4 separate regions of the Mus musculus genome follow, and regions 1, 2 and 4 are each linked to region 3. A link is a contact called in public Hi-C, HiChIP or PLAC-seq and promoter capture Hi-C data. All regions are on one chromosome and are shown on one strand. Each heading gives the region's core, a stretch centred on a gene start, on an enhancer-like site or on the middle of the called end of the contact. The rest is flanking DNA. Distances are from core to core; before and after follow the strand shown. Region 1 holds the start of Mat2a (methionine adenosyltransferase II, alpha). Region 2 overlaps Tcf7l1 (transcription factor 7 like 1 (T cell specific, HMG box)). Region 3 holds the start of Suclg1 (succinate-CoA ligase, GDP-forming, alpha subunit). Region 4 holds the start of Usp39 (ubiquitin specific peptidase 39).

What was found. Promoter capture Hi-C pulls out the DNA fragments that hold promoters and counts their contacts. Hi-C and Micro-C count contacts between places; a contact is called where the count stands out from the background. HiChIP or PLAC-seq counts read pairs in DNA pulled down with a chosen protein or histone mark.
Region 1: a contact with region 3 is called in a Hi-C map of cortical neurons, with 6 times the contacts expected there. The contact joins the promoter of Mat2a here to the promoter of Suclg1 in region 3. A contact is called at or near these places in 2 of 39 promoter capture datasets (hippocampal neurons and pre-B cells), 3 of 484 Hi-C or Micro-C datasets (cortical neurons, pre-B cells and stem cell-derived neural stem cells) and 2 of 115 datasets of contacts at active chromatin or transcription factors (embryonic forebrain and memory CD8 T cells).
Region 2: a promoter capture Hi-C map of hippocampal neurons shows a contact between it and region 3, with 2.1 times the contacts expected there. The contact joins the enhancer-like site here to the promoter of Suclg1 in region 3. A contact is called at or near these places in 4 of 39 promoter capture datasets (3T3-L1-derived adipocytes, cranial neural crest, hippocampal neurons and 1 more).
Region 4: an H3K27ac HiChIP or PLAC-seq map of microglia shows a contact between it and region 3, with 7 times the contacts expected there. The contact joins the promoter of Usp39 here to the promoter of Suclg1 in region 3. A contact is called at or near these places in 1 of 39 promoter capture datasets (pre-B cells), 2 of 115 datasets of contacts at active chromatin or transcription factors (microglia and thymic regulatory T cells) and 1 of 9 other capture datasets (adipose tissue).

Annotation. Positions count from the first base shown.
Region 1 is chr6:72,438,078-72,440,898 of GRCm38.p6, forward strand. It overlaps Mat2a (methionine adenosyltransferase II, alpha), which reads right to left and starts at 1,479. Exons shown (of 9, transcript NM_145569.5): 1 at 1,269-1,479. The coding sequence starts at 1,359. It overlaps Particl (promoter of Mat2a antisense radiation induced circulating long non-coding RNA), which reads left to right and starts at 606. Exons shown (of 1, transcript NR_046011.1): 1 at 606-2,538.
Region 2 is chr6:72,683,993-72,686,692 of GRCm38.p6, forward strand. All of the region lies in intron 3 of Tcf7l1 (transcription factor 7 like 1 (T cell specific, HMG box)), which reads right to left. The region is part of intron 3 of Gm31391 (a long non-coding RNA gene); the gene reads left to right. Among named protein-coding and RNA genes, the nearest start is that of Gm31391, 30 kb to the left of the region's middle. Within about 2 kb of position 1,284, at least 40 of the 459 cell types and tissues checked have an H3K27ac peak or open chromatin away from gene starts, as enhancers often do. A contact at or near this core is called in hippocampal neurons, where this site is marked.
Region 3 is chr6:73,246,984-73,249,798 of GRCm38.p6, forward strand. Suclg1 (succinate-CoA ligase, GDP-forming, alpha subunit) reads left to right here and starts at 1,522. Exons shown (of 9, transcript NM_019879.3): 1 at 1,522-1,770. The coding sequence starts at 1,674. Gm38834 (a long non-coding RNA gene) reads left to right here and starts at 1,780. Exons shown (of 2, transcript XR_869182.3): 1 at 1,780-2,400.
Region 4 is chr6:72,343,876-72,346,575 of GRCm38.p6, forward strand. Usp39 (ubiquitin specific peptidase 39) reads right to left here and starts at 1,300. Exons shown (of 13, transcript NM_138592.4): 1 at 1,010-1,300. The coding sequence starts at 1,274.

The DNA of each region.
Region 1 (2,821 bases), core at 229-2,728, 810 kb before region 3:
GAAACTTTCAAGTGTGCTCTAAGCCATATCCAATTTCTCCTTGATTCATCAATTTAGAAAATGGCAGTATCCTGGTCTGGAATGTTTGTGGTATTGAGACAGGGTCTTACACGTGGCCCAGGCTGACAAACTAAACTGCTTCCATACTTTAAACGCTGGGATTGTAGTAGTTAGTGTACCACTGTGCTTGGCTCTATGTTCCTTGATTTTTGTTACTACCCCAAAATGTGTATTGCAGCCACAGAACCTTAAGATGGAATCTAATGGCTGTACTAAGGAGTGATTCAATAGATATGGAGATACTCCTTTCCTTGAGGGGAGTGTGGGAGGAGCCACAGCAACACTTGTCTTTCAACCATCACTCATCAAGATGCTCCTCACAAGCCATGTAATAATATTGCTGTGGACCCCCTGCGAACGGAAACAGCTCAAACTGAATATTAGTATTTACTAAATGGTTATGTTCCATCTGAAACCCAAAGTCCATATAATAGATTCATTATAACCGATCTCATCATGGCGGTTCAGTGGACAAAGCCTTAAGGAAACATGAAATAAATCCTCCTTTAGTTGTAGGAAAAAGACCAAAGGGAAGACTTTAAAACGAAACCTAACGCGATGGGAGTATACACTTAATTCATGCACTTCATCCTTTTCAAGCACACTCTAAATAAGGGATGCCTTCTCTAATTCGCGCTATATTTAGTCAGTGGCAGTCTGTCACCTTGAAGGCTAAAGGGCATGTCTACCCATGCTCTTAAGCGTTTTCCAGGGGCCGGAAGTCAGGGATATTAGAGATGGGACCTTCGGAGACACCAGCCCCCACTTCCAAACTAGGGGTCGGGTGGGTAGAGGCCGCCAGCTCCGCTTCGCCCCAATTCCACATGCGGCGAACACGTGGTAGCCGCTGCAATGCGGGGCGCGCGCTCCCGGCGGCCGGACGCGAGCACGCGGGGCGGGGTCGCCCACTTGAGGTTTTTCCAGGCGACGGGACTAAAGAGGAGGAAGCAGTGCCCTCCCCGCGCCGATCTCAAAACTGCCTCGAGCCCCCGCCCTTCTCGATTTCTGGAACCTTCCGCATGCCGGGGCGCGCCGCCGGATGAGGAGCGGAGAAAGGGGGAGGGGAGCGGGGCCGCACATTGCAAACTCGCGGCGCCACGAGGGAAGCGCGCGGCCGCTGCCATGCCCACCGCCGCCGGAGACGGCCTCGACCACCCCCAGCGCCACTGCCCTCCGCCCTTCCCTCCTCCGAGTCCCCGTCGGCTCACCTGGGTGACCTTCCCCTACAGACTCGGAAGTGAAGAGGAACGTCCCCTCCTCAATGAACGCCTCGTGGAAGCCGTTGAGCTGCCCGTTCATGGCGGCGGCGGTGAGAGAGGGCGACTCTGAGGAGACTGAGAGGCGGCGAGGCGGAGGGCTGCGGAAGACACAGAGGGAGGATCGCTTCAGCTCTCGGCAGGCTGGAGACTCGGAGCGAACGGAGCGGCGGGCGAAGCGGCCCAGTATTTATAGAGCAGGGGGTCGCGCGCGCCCGGCTCGGGCTCCGCCCCTCGGCGTCGCGCGCCAATGCGCCGCGGGCGGGCGGATGGGGGTTGGCAGGGAGGTCCGCCGAGCCGAGCTCCGGCTGAACCATTCTACCGATGGGGGGGGCGAGCAGAGCTAACCGGGCCTCCTGCCAGTAGTTAGTCATCTTGATGGCGTGGGTTAAATGGAGATGTAAGTGAGTAGACTTGGGGTTTACGCCCATCCCCACGTTGATTGCTGGAGAAGAGAGGATTTGGATTTGAAGGACGGCCTCCCCTGTACGAGGGTATGGTACATCCCTCCGACCGTTGCCCACGGAGGTCTGCCGGCGCGCGCGCCTCCCAGCGGCGGCCGTGGCGGTGGCGGCCGTTTTGTGCTGTGGCTCTCGCCGAGGGTCTTTCCTGCCACCACCACCCTCCATTCGCCACCTCGTGCACCAGCGCCGGGTGGCCCTCTGCCATGTGAAGGTGGCCATGTTGACTGGCCAGCGGAGGCTAATAGGCACTGCCCTTATCCATCCTACACGGTTCCCTCCGGGGAACGAGAGATTGTGAGGGGTTCTAGCCCTACCGTTAGTCATGCCTCGAGTAACTGCTCTGGGGAAAATGGCTGTAAAGCCAACTAGCAGGAATGCTGTATTGTTTTTCCGAACAATTGCCACTTGCCGGCGGCCTCCCCTCCCCCCTCGCCGAGCCTCGTGGACCCCCGTAGTCTGAGACGGTACTAGATTCTTTTCTATCCTAAATCTGACTTTGCATGGCTTGGTTTTCCATGCTTCCTAGGAAGAAATGGACGTTCCAATCTGTTCGAGAGAATATGAATGCTTCTTTCGTGTGTGTAGGGGAGGGCGCTATTCAAGCCTTCAAATGTGCTTCAGATGAGCTTGTCAAGGTCAAATGGCCTCGATTTTATGACACTTTCTCTTTTAAACTTTTGCAGTTGTCTCAGTTTTGCTCATGAAATGAATTAACAGACGGGGAAAAAAAGGGAAATAAAACTCCATACAGACAAAGAGTGGAGTCTGGAGCTAATTGCATGCAGAGACCCTCTATGAGGCCAGTGTCACACAACTGTTGGGTCCAGTCTTAGGGCAGGCCAGGAGCCTGGTGGCTTTTGAGAACCAGTGTTTGTCAAGAACATCGGGTTTTATGATGCTAGGGAACAGCCTGCTCCTAGCATAAGATGCACTTGACTGTGAGGCTGAATGACAACCTCCGGCTGCCAGCTGCCTTGCCTCAGAAAATTAGGTACACTATGAAAAGCAAGGGGCATTTCCCTCTAGGGTGTGTGCCAGTGC
Region 2 (2,700 bases), core at 34-2,533, 560 kb before region 3:
TGTGTGTGTGTGTGTGAAGTACTCATGGTCACAAATGAGAACTGATATTTGCAGATAGAGGACCAAGGGGGCTGCCAGCACCCCCAAGAGTCCATAGGCTTACTACCCCACAAAAGGGTGAAAACCCAAGTTCAAACTTTGAGACCAAATGAATTTTTATGGAGGCTTTGTGCTAGAAAGGGTACTTGGTGGCAACAAAAGTTATTTGGGTTCAGAGGGCAGCTCAACAGACGAGAAGAGGAGCCGCCCAACATCAGGCATGGTGATCCCAGGACTCAGAAGGCAGAGGCAGGTGGACCTCTGTGAGTTTGAGGCCAGCCTGGTCTACAGAGTGAGTTCCAGGGCAGCCAGGGCTACATGGAGAAAAGCGGCTGAGTGGAGTGAGCCCAGCCTTGGAGCCCAGCCATGGAACACAACCATGGAACAGCAAGAAGTACTACAGATGTTTGAAGAAATATCCTTAGAGGCTCATAGCCGAACAACTCAAGAGCCAACCCCTCAGTCCATCAAAGCTAGGTTGCTGCCAAAACAGACCCTCAGAGGTCTCACCTCTCACCCTGACAAGTGGCAAAACAAAGAATGAGGCCAGAACATGCACTGAAGGGGGCAGGGCACTCCAGGTGTCCTGCATGCTCAGTGTGTGTGTGTGAGTGGGGGGATGGGGGTGTCCTTCACGCTCACTGTGAGTGGGTGGGGGGTGCTGGTGTGGCAATTCTTTTAAGCCTTTTAAGCAGTCTAACAGGTAGAAATTGTTGGTGGTTTGGAGATGGCTCTGACGGACCTAGCACCCAGGAAAGGCTGTAACCTTAGTTGGGGTGGGGACGAGAGTACGGTAGCAGGGAATCAGTGACAGAGGGATCCCTGGAGCTCTGGGTTCAAGGAGAAACCCTGTCTCTAAAGGCAGAGAGTGTGTGTAAGACAATGGACGTTGACCATTGGTGTCTACTTAGAACCACACCCATGAACATACTACACATCTCTGAGAAACTCTGTGCCTTCAGCCCCCAGAGACACAGTGGACATCACAGTGAATAATGTTTTTATTTCTTATTTCTTAAGGGAAGAAAGCAGTCATATCCCACCAGCAGTCGGACATCAGGCCTGGCCTTTCCTTCTGATACCTAAGAGAGAGTTGAATCCACTTCCCTTTGCCCGACTTCCTTTGGTTTTTGCTTTTCCAGGGAATGAATCAAGTCAGTCAACAAGTATTTATGTAGCGCCCACATATCGCAGGGGCGGGTAGGGGAGCCAGGGGCTGCTGGAAGAAGCCCAGGCCAGCTCTCACTCGAGACAGTTAAAGGAAATGTCTGTCCTCGGGCTAGGTCTGAACAGGGGCTGCAAAGAACTGACTGCCACCCTGGGTGGGTTTATTCTGGACCAACCACTCATTTCTGGCTGGGCTGCTTCTGTTATCGGAAAGGCCAGCGTGGGCGGATCAGCCATGTCTGTGCACATTTTTGGAGAATGGCAAGCACAGTGCTAGTGATCTTGGTACTTGGAGGAACGGGGGCTGGGGCTGGCTGAAATCCTCTTCTCCAAATCCCCAAAGGGGTTTGTGTGTGTGTGTGTGTGTGTGTGTGTGTGTGTGTGTGTGTGTGTGTGTGTGTGTGTGTGTGTGGTGTTCCCCAGCAACAATCAGAATCAGCTAAACAAATGTTGTCAGAAGTTCACCATTTTCTCCTCTGCAAATGTAAATGCTCCGCAGCTGTCTGGGAGAGGCTAGGAAAATCTGGGGTCCATGGAAACAGCCTCTGCAGGTCCTGCTCCTCTTACACTGAGAAACTGGGTTACCTGGCTTTACACCCTGCTATGCACAGCATGCACCATCAACCAGTGGTCTGAGCATCTCGTAAGTGGTTAAGAGCACAGGCTGTTCTTCCAGAGGACCAAGATCCAATTCTCAACACCTCCATAGCAGCTCACAACTGTCTGTAAATAGTCCCAGAGAATCTGAAACTGAACTAGGCACGCATTACAAAGTGCACAGACATATATGCTGTCAAAACACCCATATACACATAAGCAGATGGATAGATAGATAGATAGATAGATAGATAGATAGATAGATAGAAAGAAATGGGAGGGGTGGAAATTGAGGCTCCAATCTGCAATTCCTTGAGCAACCTCCCATGCAACCAAGCACTGAGAAGCACTTCCAGATAACCAAGAGATGTCACCACTAACCTAAGAGGTTTCCTAAGGTCACATTGGGATACACCTGCCTTACACATTGTTGGGAAGAAGTGAACAGGCTCTCTAAATCACAAGATGTCTAGTGACTTATAAATATATAACTAGTCTTGATTTGAAAATAAGTCACTGGAAGAGCCTGATTGTTACATGTTAGGTTTTCAAATTGTTTTGCTTTGTTTGGTCTCATTAGATAGCCCTGACTGTCCTGCAACGTTCTAGAGCAGGCTGGCCTTAAATTCACCGAAATCTGTGCACCGTGTGCTGTGGTCACAGGTGTATACCACCACCCCAGTTTGTTTTTTAGAGAAGGCTTTCATATAGCCCAGGTTGGTCTTGAACTCTTGATTCTCTTGCTTCTACTTTCCAAGTGCTGGAATTATAGGTTTATAGCACCACACCTGCCCCCCCCCCCCCCGCCAATTACATGTTATTTGACCTCAGTAAGACTTATTCTTTTTCTTTTAAATGTGTGAATGCATGTGCATGCGTGCCACGGTGCACGTGTGG
Region 3 (2,815 bases), core at 272-2,771:
TTGGGTCTGCTGGATCACCTGAGCCAAGTGGTAGTGTGCTTGCTTGCACAACAGTCTGGACTTCTTCAAGAGCGTTCTCTTGCTCCAGGCCCCACTTAAAGTTAGTAGCTTTCTGAGTCACTATGGACTGGAGTCACACACCCAAGTGAAGAGGGTGCTGCATCCAAAATCCAAACAGGCTCAGTAAACACCGTGCTTCTTTCCAGTGGGAGGGGCCAGACACAATAACTTTACAATAGAAGGATAGCTCTGCATGCCCCAAACCACTGCACTCCTAAGAATTTCACTGAGTTAGAAGGTTCTTGAATTTTGGTTGAATTTACGTGTTACCCATGAATTCAAACTGGCTGCTATCCACTACTCACTTGGTCCAATCAGCATAATGTTGTCAATATAGTGTACACACACACATATTTACAATCTATACTATATGTTATATATACTATGTATTACACATTTTGTTAAATAAATGAAACAAAATGCTTAATTATTAAGTAAAGATTCAGTGAAAAATTTCCTCCTTAAAACCATTGTTCGCGGGCTGGAGAGATGGCTCAGAGGTTAAGAACACTGGTTGTTCTTTCAGAGGTCCATGAGTTCAATTCCCAGCCACCACATGGTGGCTCACAACCAAGTGTAATGAGATCTGGTGCCCTCTTCTGGCTCACAGACATACTGCAGACAGAACACTGTACATAATAAGTAAATAAATAAATCTTTAAAAAAATGTTCACACTGGACCTATTTGGAAAGCACTGATATTTAACTTTACCACAAGGGCAGGATCTACAAGACAAGTACACATGAGAATGGTGCGAATTATAATGACGACCTTACTGAGCTAAAATAACTTTATTGATTATACTGATAAGGAATCTTAGGAACGCGGTTTTAGACAAGAAACGTGGTGCTTTGGCTCAAGGACTTGCTAAGGTTTTAAAAGAGTGGAGTGAATAATTTGTTCCAATTGGGCACAAATCCTATTTGATCTCGAGTTGTAGTCCTTAGGATTTTAGAAAGAGGCATAATTAGCATTAGTAAATAATTAGCATTAGTCGAAGGCAGTGCGCCAGTTTGTTTAATAAAGAGATTCCTGCTTCAGGAAACTGTCAGCTAAGGGGCTTTTTAATTTTAAGTATTTGGTCACTTTTCCTTTTTTCTTTTGCCGGCCACTAGTGCGGATAATTTCCGGAACCGTACAGGGAGGACAAGAGGAGTACAATCTTCTCTGTAACAGGTCAGAAAAAAACAAAGTGCAGGATCACGGTCTGGCACATAGCATTGCTGCCGGCGCCTCCCCTCAGCGTTTGTCACGGCTTTTCCTGGGCGCCCACGCCGGAGTTTAAATCGCTTCCAACCCCTTCCCTTTCAGCACGCTGCTTACTCGGAAAAAAAATACATTTCCCACAACACCACGCGCCGGCCGGGCCTCTCATGGGCTGTCCCACACATTGCCGTTATGTTTATGGTTACCCAAGCCCACATCTACTAAAGAACAGAGCTATTGTTTGCTTTTCAAACGTCATCCTTCTTGTTCTTTTCCACTTGTAACGTTCACTGTTTGAGAAGAGACTCCGAGGAGCGTAAGATATTCAGGCTACTCCTCTAGACACCTTTCTGCGCGAGCCTGAGCCCATGCCAAGGTCCCGGGGTCCTGAGAGTGTCATTGGGGGATGACCGCAACAGTAGTTGCTGCGGCTGCCACTGCAACCATGGTCTCCAGCAGCAGCGGCCTCGCCGCCGCCCGCCTGTTGTCGCGCACCTTCCTCCGTGAGTCGTGCCGGCCCGGCTCTGTCCTCCATGCTTGCGTAGACCTCGGGTTCCTGATTCTGGCCCCGGCGGTGTCCGGGCTCTTCCGGGCGGGCCCTCGGAAGGGGCGAGGGAGCCACCGGTCCAAACGCCAGTGGCAGACCTCGGGGGTGGAGGGGGCTTTGTCCGATGGGGTCGTGGATCGGCCGATGCACTTCGCAGGGCGCCCTGCAGACACGGCAACAATATCCTAGTTCCCTCGGTGACGGGGTGTGTGTGTGTGGAGGCGGGGGGGGGGGGGTGAGGTGGAGGTGGCCTCTGGGCTGGCCCTTACTTGGAGCCAAGGCTAAAGAGGTCCAGGATGAACTCTGCTGGGAGTGTGAGCCCCCGGGTTGAAGAGGTTGTAATTTGTCCCGAAAGATTCTGCACTTGGAGTTGACCGTTCTGTTGAAGTGGTAGGGCCAACGGAAAGGTGGTTTCTGCACCCAGAGTCAACGTGGCCCCGTAGGAGCTTGGAAGCTGACCAATGATGTGTCGCTCTTTACGAGACTCCAATGAACACCTCAGTTTCTGAGAACCAATCTCCCAGGGTTGCTATCCTGCAATGCTGACTCTTGAAAAGTAGTGCTGCGTTCAAAGTCTCTGTGTTAGGTACGATAGGAAACAGCTTGGGAACCGGTCATGTCGTTTTTGAAGTCTGGCCAATCATTCGTATGTGTATAATAGTCTTTTTTTAAAAAGTGATTTCTCGATGGATGTGGTGGCCCACACATTTAATTCCTGCATTTGGGAGGCAGAGGCAGGTATGCGGGTCTTTGTGAGTTCGAGGCCAGCCTGGTCTACAAAATGAGTCCCAAGAGAGCCACAGCTGTTACACAGAGAAACCCTGTCTTGAAAACAAAACGAAATGAAACAAACAAAAGCCTACTAAACAAACAAACAAACAAACATCTCTCAAGTAATAGCTTGGTTTGTGAAGCAGAGCATTGTCCTGCCTATCACTAACAGGAGAAATGATTGCCGATTAAAACTGTGATGAGTGATTGGTTGTCAGGTTTATCCAGAT
Region 4 (2,700 bases), core at 50-2,549, 900 kb before region 3:
CTACCGACAAAGTTCCAAGACAGCCAGGGCTACTTAGTAAGAGCCTGCCTAAATAAGCAAATAAATAAATAAATAAATATCAAATGGGCAGGAAAAGTATCATGAAATATATCACAAGTACTAAGATAAGCTGAATATCCTTAAATCTACTATTAGTACAAGAACTGTATTGGTTCTGAGAGTTAATCCTAATGTGTTAACTCTAACTAAAGTTAACCCTAATGTGTTAGCTTGACACAGCTTCATGGATGCTGACAGAAGCCACATGATCACAGACTAAAACAAAGAGTCTACTACAGCAATAACAGTACCCTATTATATGACATCTTTGCCAGATCCTAGAGTTAAGTCCCATAATAGAATAGAAAAAGAACCAGTGCTCATAGTGGGTTGCCTTACAGAAGATCCCTGCCCTTAAAGAAGATTATATCTTCTTGTGACCTTACTCCCTACCTATTGCTCTATGGAATAATACTATCTGTCTCCCAAGGCTGGTCATTACATCAGCATCCTTTACAAGACAACATGGAACAACCCCCATGCAAAACCCAGGAGAAGCATTAGTGTCTCCAAACTATTCAACTAGTACAAAGTCAATACTTGAGTTGAGTGCACTGGGACTCAACTAATGGTCTTATTCCAAAAATTACAACATGACTCTGACTCTTAGGAATTTGTGGGGGGTGGGGGGGAACGGAGAAGGGTCCATCTGTACAGTCGTCAGTAGAGCACCTGACCCACGTAGGCTATACGTGAATAGGGAGATGCTGTGATGTATTATGACAGGCAATCCAGCCTGCTGGATTCAAGCCTGGTCAGGGAGGCAGAAGAAAGGAAAAGTAAAAAGCAGACAAAAACTGGGCATCTCAGACTTCAAGAAGGGGAAGCAAGAGTCTAAGGCCATCTCTGGTTACAACTTCAAGTTCCTGAGACCCGTCTTTAAAAATATAGGAGGAGAAAGAAGAAAGCAGGCGAAGGAAGAGGACGCGCCCGGCCCGGCCCCGCGCACCTCGCACCTCCCGCTCGGGCTCCGAGTCTTCATCGGCCTCGCGCTCACGCTTCACCCGCACGACCGGGAGCGCGGGCGCCGGGACCTCTCGCGCAGCCGGCTCGGCCTCCCGCTTCACGCGGACCGGGCTACCCCGGGAGCTCGCCGCCTCGGGCTCCTTCTCACGGTCTCGCTCCTTCTTGATGCGACCCGAGCTGCCACGAGACTCGGACTCACGCTTCCCGCGGGTGGAACCATGGGACTGCCGCTTGGACCGGCTAGACATCGCCACCACCAGTTAGGAGCTTCCGCGCCGGCGCCGAGCACGGGCAGCAAGCAGCCAATCAGAAGTCGAGATGGCCTCATAGAAACGCAGCGCGCTACGAGTCGCTGTGAGGGACAATACAGGCTTATAAAACGTTATAAGCGCTGCTGGCCCAACCGAGATAGTTTCGAACATATTGTGTCCTTGTCCAACATCTCTTCACGGCTTAAATAGGAACCTTTCACAGGCTACTTTCATTTTAGGGAAAAGGAAGCTAGCACTCCACCCGAGATAGCTTCAGGACAATTTGTGTCTCGAAACGACGATCCAGAGATGTCCCCTGATCAGGGACTGATGACCTACACAGGAAAAGGAGTCAGTATTCCCAAATTAACTCCTTCATTCAGGCTTGTACCTGGGAACTTCAATTAGTATCATATTTAAAGGGCTCTTGAAATGAGTTTGCAAATACTCTGCTAAGGCGCATTTATTGTTTAGCTAATAAAACTTCAAATTCAGCCTTACCACTGAGTCATGCCTTAGTCCCTGCCTATTTGAACAGTTCCATCGAAGTATAATTGATATACAAGATAGTACACGTTTGATGTGTCTAATTTGCTAAATTGCGATGTATGAACACTTACAGATTCAAGAGAAGAAACTTGTCTCACCCCAGAAATGTCCTGTGCCCACGTGGAATCCCACCCAAACCACAATAGTGACTACATTTCCTAGAATTTTATGTTCAAGTATGAGTCGGTGTTTCCTCTTTCTGACCAGGTCTCATTCACGTCTAGGGTAAGGCAGTCTGTTCCTTTACTTTCAATATAACAATTCCATCAAGCAGATGCACTTGATTCTGTCACTGCTCTAATAAGTTTCTGATGTTTACATTTTAAACTGAAAACTTGGAAAGCTATACTCTCAGGATCAGGCAAAACAAATCCCAAAGTTTAAGGCCAACTGAGCTACATAGTTAATTCAAGACTATCCTAGGCTACATGCCAGAAGGAAAGAAACAAGAGAAGGCTATGCACTATTAGACCCTCAAAAGCCTTGGTTCCTCTCATGGTCAGTTAAGCAAGTGGTCTGGACACCAGCAGTGCAGCTCCAATGTGGCTGAAATAGGGACTGGGTATGGGTGGGGAAAACTTACCTACGTGAGCACTTGTCTGCCTCATTGCCTATCAGAGACAGATGTTTTTAGTATGTCCACTAATAAGCAAACAAACGGAGGAGATTGGCTCAATTGGTGAGAAAGCTTACTGTCCAAGCATGAGTCCAAAACTCCAGCACCCGTGGAAAAAGCTGACAGTGGGCTCATGCCTATAGTCCTAGCCATGTGGGAAATGGAGACAGGAGGACCACTAGGGCTTGGTGGCTGTCAGCTGAATTACAGGTTAAGTGAGAGGCCCTATCTCAAAGGAACAGGTAGAGAATACAGACA